Linked DNA regions of Mus musculus: region 1 is linked to region 2. A link is a contact called in public Hi-C data. All regions are on one chromosome and are shown on one strand. The core of a region is the stretch at or near the end of the contact, and the rest is flanking DNA. Distances in the headings are between cores, read along the strand shown. Region 1 has its middle 22 kb from the start of 1700015C15Rik. Region 2 overlaps Gm31128 (a long non-coding RNA gene).

The links. Hi-C and Micro-C count contacts between places; a contact is called where the count stands out from the background.
Region 1: a contact with region 2 is called in a Hi-C map of pre-pro-B cells, with 2.4 times the contacts expected there. The contact joins two enhancer-like sites. A contact is called at or near these places in 3 of 484 Hi-C or Micro-C datasets (embryonic stem cells, liver and pre-pro-B cells), 3 of 115 datasets of contacts at active chromatin or transcription factors (cardiomyocytes, embryonic stem cells and microglia) and 1 of 9 other capture datasets (embryonic stem cells).

What each region holds. Positions count from the first base shown.
Region 1 is chr13:64,409,095-64,412,596 of GRCm38.p6, forward strand. No RefSeq gene overlaps it. Among named protein-coding and RNA genes, the nearest start is that of 1700015C15Rik, 22 kb to the right of the region's middle. Within about 2 kb of position 1,712, at least 41 of the 459 cell types and tissues checked have an H3K27ac peak or open chromatin away from gene starts, as enhancers often do. A contact at or near this core is called in pre-pro-B cells, where this site is marked.
Region 2 is chr13:64,337,590-64,340,810 of GRCm38.p6, forward strand. The region is part of intron 1 of Gm31128 (a long non-coding RNA gene); the gene reads right to left. Among named protein-coding and RNA genes, the nearest start is that of Gm31128, 4.6 kb to the right of the region's middle. Within about 2 kb of position 1,777, at least 4 of the 459 cell types and tissues checked have an H3K27ac peak or open chromatin away from gene starts, as enhancers often do. A contact at or near this core is called in pre-pro-B cells, where this site is marked.

The sequences.
Region 1 (3,502 bases), core at 462-2,961, 71 kb after region 2:
TTTACTTTGTTTGTTTTACAGGATCTCTTGTAAACAAGGCTGGACTTGAGCTCCTGATCCTCCTGTGTGTCTCCACCTCTCATTATGTAGATTATGTCAATTATATGGCAAAGGATAAGAGATGGAACCAAGATAAACACGCACTGCTATACACATACAAACATTTATAACCAAATAACGAAAACCGCTCTTATTAGTTGTAGTCTTTGTTTCCATGTCTGCCCAGGCGCGCATACCTATTTGTGCATACAAATCATCTTTCTCTACGCAGTCTATATTTCCTTTGTCTGCAGCTCAGCCCTCTTCCGATTACAGTTCTTTGTTAGATAAGGGACTCACACGTTCTCCCCTGAAGACGCTCATGATCAGCACTGCCTACACTGGGTTGCTCTAGTGTCCCAGTGACGCTAGAACCCACTTGCGGATATGCTAAGAAGCACCTTAAGGGATCCCCTGTGGTCCAGAGGCATGCTTCTTTAGCACTTGGAGGACAGCAGTTCCTTGGAAGTCAGAATCAGTTGTTTTAACCAATAACAATTCCAGCTTTGCTTGTTGATTCAAAGGTACGCGAAAGCCAGAAGGCCCGTAGGAGTCTTTCTCTCTTTGTTTTGCTTTGTTTATTTATTTGTTGTGGCCCTGGAGTATCCTAGTTAGGGCTTCTACTGCCGCAACAAAACATTGTAATCTATCACTGAAGGAAGTCAAACAGGGTTGGAACCTGGAAGCAGGAGCTGATGCAGAGGCCATGGAGGGATGCTACTTTAGTTACTAGCTTGCTCCTCATGGCTTGCTTAGCCCGCTTTCTTATAGAAACCAGGGATGACACCACCCACTATGGGTTGGACCCTCTCCCATCAATCACTAATTAAGAAAGTGCCCTACAGGCTTGCCTATAGAAAGGATCTGACATGGAGGCATTTCTTAGTTGAGGTTCCTCCTCTCTGACAACTCTAGCTTGTGTCAAGTTGACATAAAACTAGCCAGCACACAGGGTTTGAACCCAGGGTCTTTCTTGTGCTAAGCAAGAACTCTACCATTGAACTATATCCCCAGCATTTCTATTTTTTAGACAGGGACTCATGGAGTTGCCCAGGCTGGCCTTGAACCTGCAATCTTCCTGCATCAGACTTGCAAGTAACTGCAAATAAGTAAGGCTATTTACAGGCCAGGCAATTGGGAGCAGTTTTAACTTCCAGTTTAGTGATATTGATTTTGTGACCTGTAGGCTAGCAGAATATAAGGTTGCATGGACAAAAGGAACAACAATTTTGCCAAAAGGATGAATGGTGCCACTTCTATTTCCACTCCCTCCCTGGACCTGTGTTCCTGGCTCTGAGAGAAGCAGCAACCCTATGCTGAATGCTAATTGATAGCATTCACTCTGCCTCTTGGATTTTAGGGATGGTTTAGAGAGGTGATGGATGATTTGAGAGAGGAGAGCTGAGGTCAAGTGTCCTCCCGCGGAGAGCTTTATAAAGAATTGTTAACACAACAGAAAGCAGAGAAATCTTTCAGTCTCACCAGAAAAAGTGGGGTTCCCCCCCCCCCCGCATTAAAGATTTCTGAACAAGAGAGGAGGTCCTATATCATGTAGTTAGTAAGTAGCCTACATTAGGCTGACTTTTCATTCCTGGGCGGTAAGGGAACAAGACCACAAGGTTACAGCTGGTGTTGCTAGTTCCTCGCAGTAGGCACGAGAGCAGAGCAGCTGCAGGGGATGTGGCCTGATCTGGGAGATAGCAGCACCTGCTCTTACTCAGCCTTCCTTGTTGCCGGTGCCAATAAACCAGCTCTGTAAAACCCATTCTGTTATTTTATGAAGCTGCTTCAGGATAGAACATGGTAAGAACACTGCATTTCAAGAGCATGGGCCCATGATTCCTTCACCTGATGTTACATGATCAGAAATCTGCGTGGAGTACCATGATAGTGTGTACTGTGAGTGTTGGTGAGGACAGAGGTGCAGCTCCTTTCCATCCTCACACATCCTTTTCCTTACGGACCTCTAGGATTCGTGGCACTCCATGATGTCTATGTAGAGATCAGAGGACAACTTTCAGGAATTGATTCTCTCCTTCCATCATGTGGGTTCCAGGGATCAAGCCCAGGAACTTCAGTGGCAAGTACAATTACCCACTGAGCTATTTGAAAGACCCTAAAAGGTAGTGGTTCTCAACCTTCCTAATGCTATAGTCCTTGAATATAATTCCTCATGTTATGGTGATTCCCCCCCACCATAAAATTATTTCATCACTACTTCATAACTGTAATTTTGCTGGTTATGAATCATGATGTAAATATCTGTGTTTTCTAATGGAGTTAGGCGACTCCTGTGAAAGGGTTATCTGAACCCCCAAAGGGGCCAAGACCTGCTGTTTTGTACAGATATTCAATGCAGGCTTTATTAGAAGGAGTCACAGAGAAAGGATGAGATAAGTGTGAGTGTAGACGACCACAGGGAGTGTTACATTTAGGTTTCTTTCAACATAGTATAAGATGTTGATGGCTCTCAAGCAATGCCTCTGAAAGTTAAAAAGTTACTCTTCCCTGCATGGGATTTACCTAGGCCCTCTGCACAGTTGTATAGTGTGGTCTTCATGTGGGACTCCTAACAGTGGGAAGCACAGGCTGCCTCTGACTGTTGCCTGCTTTTGGGACCCTTTCCCCTTACCCAGCTGCTCATCTAGCCTCAACAGAAGATGCATCTATTCTTACTGCAACTTGATAGACCAGGGATGGCTGATAGCCATAGGAGGTCTCTCCCTTTGTGAGGAGAAAGGGAGAAGGGATGTAGTGGGTAGAGAAAGGTGAGGGGAGTGGAGGGAGGGACTGGGAGGAGAAGAAACTGCGGTTGGGATGTAAATTAATTAACTAACTAAAAACACTAAACAAAAAATATGCTCTCATAGCCAGGCGTGGTGGCCCATGCCTTTAATCCCAGCACTTGGGAAGCAGAGGCAGGTGGATTTCTGAGTTCGAGGCCAGCCTGGTCTTCAGAGTGAGTTCCAGGACAGCCAGGGCTACACAGAGAAACCCTGTCTTGAAAAAACCAAGAAAAAAAAAATGCTCTTCCTTTTGAATCATTGTTCAGAGATGTAATTTACAGAAAGTTTAGAGTTAAAGAAGTTTCTTTTGCAACAAGGCCAAAAGCTCAAAAGTAGAAGCTCACTGTGTTGAAGCTCTGTCTAACCAGTGCCTTCCTTTCCACTGCGGCTAGGCAAGGTCAGAGGTAGCTGGGTGGTGGGTGCTGAGAATCCACAGAGAAGATTGTCCAATCCACCCTATTGCTAAAATCCTCTCAAGGGACAATGAGATTTGTGGGGGTGTTGTTCAGATCTAGGAATTGGAGGGGAGTATTAGAAACTCAAGATTGTATATCACTTCGGCCTAAGTAAGCACAATTTATTGATTGTCTTTGACAAGATATTTTTAGGAAAATATTATATTGCCTCTATAAACAATTTCAGCTTTATCAGCAGGGCCTGAAGCTTCCTGACTGTCA
Region 2 (3,221 bases), core at 527-3,026:
TAGGTCAGATTATAATTCTGGGTTGTTTTTTTTTAAGGTTTATTATTTTTATGTGTGTGTTTGATAGCATGCATGTATATGCACCATCAGAGAACCTGGTGCATATAGAGGCCAGGAGAAGGTCTAGGAACCCCCTGGAACTGGAGTTACAGGTGGTTGTGAGTAACTATGTCCTTTGGAAGAGCAGCCAGTGCTCTTAATACTGAGCTGTCTCTCGAGTTAAATATATATAAACAATAATTCCCCATGATCTCTTCCCTGTAGCCTCTGTGACCTCTCTATTCCTTTTGACTGCATATTTGCATGACTCAGGTACTTCATATCAATGAATCATGCAATGCTTGTCTGTTTCTGTCTGGCTTATTTCACTTAGCATGCTTGCAGAGGTATAGAATGTGTCTGTAAAAGTAACTTCTATTCTCCTGTAGTAATTGTCCTCTCAGAGGCTCACACCTCTATCTGCTAACCTAAGCTTACTCCTGGAGGTTCCGAGCTTCTATAAAGTCTGATCTAGGCCTAGAGTGTCTTCAGTCTCTGAGACTTACTGCTGAGAAGGCTCACCACTTCCTAGTCCTTTCTGATCTCTGGCTGGCTAGCTGGTTCAACTGAGCTTTTCTGGCTCAGACTCCTCTCTAAACTAACTGATTCAACCTGGCTTCTCTCTCTATGGGCCTCTCCTGAATTGTTCTCTGTGACCTCAAATTAATTCTAACAATCTATTTTAATCTGGTTCTTTCTCATTCTCTGGCTTTTTTTTTTTTTTTTGTCTTTATCAGTGTCTAGTTTGTTCTTTCTCTGCAACCTGATTCTGTAAAACTTTCCCAGTAAAATCTGCTTCCTGGGCTGGAGAGATGGCTCAGTGATTAAGAGTACCTACTGCTCTTCTGAAGGTCCTGAGTTCAAATCCCAGCAACCACATGGTGGCTCACAACCATCCATAATGAGATCTGATGCCCTCTTCTGGTGTGTCTGAAGACAGCTACAGTGTACTTACATATAATCAATACATAAATCTTTAAAAAAAAATCTGCTTCCTTCTCTTCTCCCCAAGCTGCTCTCTCTTAAGTAGCTTCTTTCTCCTCTCTTCTCATGAGAGTTGGGCATATCCTATCCTATCAAATCTTTCTGATCCATCACTTTGTCAGCCACTCAATTTCAAACATGAAAGTAATTTTTAAAAAAATTATCTATGTGAGAAGCTTAAGGTTTATAAATTTTATCCTGCTCAAGAAACCTTTATAGTCATTCATGGACTTTCAAAGACATCACTTCCAAACATGAGTGCTTCCTTCTAAAAAAACTAACTTTACCTTTATTGTTTGGGATTAAAGGTGTGTGCTAAGTAAGGGCTGAGCCACATCGTAACTAGAAACAGGTATTTTCAGTAAATAACACAACCTCAGTGTTCATAATGTGATCAAATATCCTGCAACATGTGTCAGAATATCATTCCTTCTAAGGGTCAATGATACACCATGATATGTATGTGCCACTGGGAAAAAAATCTACTTATAGCCAGGAAGACATAATACACATCCCAGCATGTAGGAGTTAGAGGCAGGCCGATCTTTGAGTTCGAGGCCAGCCTGGTCTACAAAGCAAGTTTCAGGACAGCCAGGGCTACACAGAGAAACCTTGGCATGAAAAAACAAAAACAATAACAAAAATCTATTTATGCGTTGGTGGTCATTTGTATTACACCTGCCACCCACATTCTGCTAAGCAATGTGGGTGCAAGCATTGGGCAGAAGTAACTATTTTAATCCTTGTTTTCAGTTCCTTTGGTACACACAGATGCTCACTGACTTGTGGTTATGTCCTGAAAAACCCATATTAAGTTGAAATAGTGTATGCCAAAATTCATCTTAATATTGGCAATCCAGCAAACATCATAGTCTAGCCTACATTATTATTATGCTTAAACAAGCTACATATTATTGTGTGTATCTGTATAATTGTGTGCACATGTGCATACCACAGCATGAATTTGGAGGTTCGAGTCCAACTTGCAGGAACCAGCTCTCTCCTTCTATTATATGGGTCTAGGGATAGAATTCAGACAATTGGTCTCAGCAGCAAGTGCCCTTATCTACTCAGCCATGTCCTGGGCCTAGCCTACGTGAAATATCCTTCAGAATACTTGTATCAGCTGACAGAGGAGTAAAATAATCAAACTCAAACAAAACATAACACTGTGACAAGTATCTCATATAATTTGTTAGGTGGACTCCACTATAGAGTATAGTGATTGTTGTATATCTTCATGATCCTCTGGCTTACTAGGAGATACAGCTTTCTGCCTTCTCCCAGCATCACAAGAGAGTATTATTTAGCACACTTCACATATGGTTAGCTCAGGACAAGAACCAAATTTAAATTCAAAGTATAGTCCTGTGATGGGGTAGATGGCTGATAGAGTAAAGTGCATAACACATAAGTATTAAGACCTACTAAAAAGTATACAAACAGGGCTGGAGAGACAGCTCAGCAGTTAAGAGCACTGACTGCTCTTCCACAGGTCCTGAGTTCAATTCCTGGGAACCACAGGGTGGTTCATAACCATGTGTAATGGGATCCAATGCCCTCTTCTGGTGTGTCTGAAAACAGCTATAGTGTACTCATATACATAAAATAAATAAATAATTTTTTTAAAAATAAATAAACAAAGGTAGGTGTCCTAGTGCTGACATCAACGTCTGACTCTTGCATGCATGAAATCACACAAACATGAACACACATACACACAAACATGTGCACACGTGTGCACACAGACAACACACCACTGCATACAAAGTATAGCTCCCATTTAATGTGCACTTTTGAAGCTCTATAAAAATTTTTTAAAAAGATTTATTTATTTTATGAATATGAATACAGTGTTGCTGTCTTCAGACACACCAGAAGAGGGCATCAGATCTCATTACAGATGGTTGTGAGCCACCATATGGTTGCTGGGAATTGAACTCAGGACCTCTGGAAGAACAGTCAGTGCTCTTAACTACTGAGCCATCTCTCTAGCCCCTCTATAAAAATTTTAAAGATGTGATTAGAACTGCTAAGATGGAGACCATGTGTGCTGAGGAGTGGAGCTGCTGTACTGTAGAAAGCTTCCTTTAATGTAGGCACTGCCTCAGGGTGCCCACAGCAGCTGATATTTTATATTTTCTTCTCATACAAGCAATCCTAATGGACATGAGGTGGCATCTCAATGTGGTTTGGGT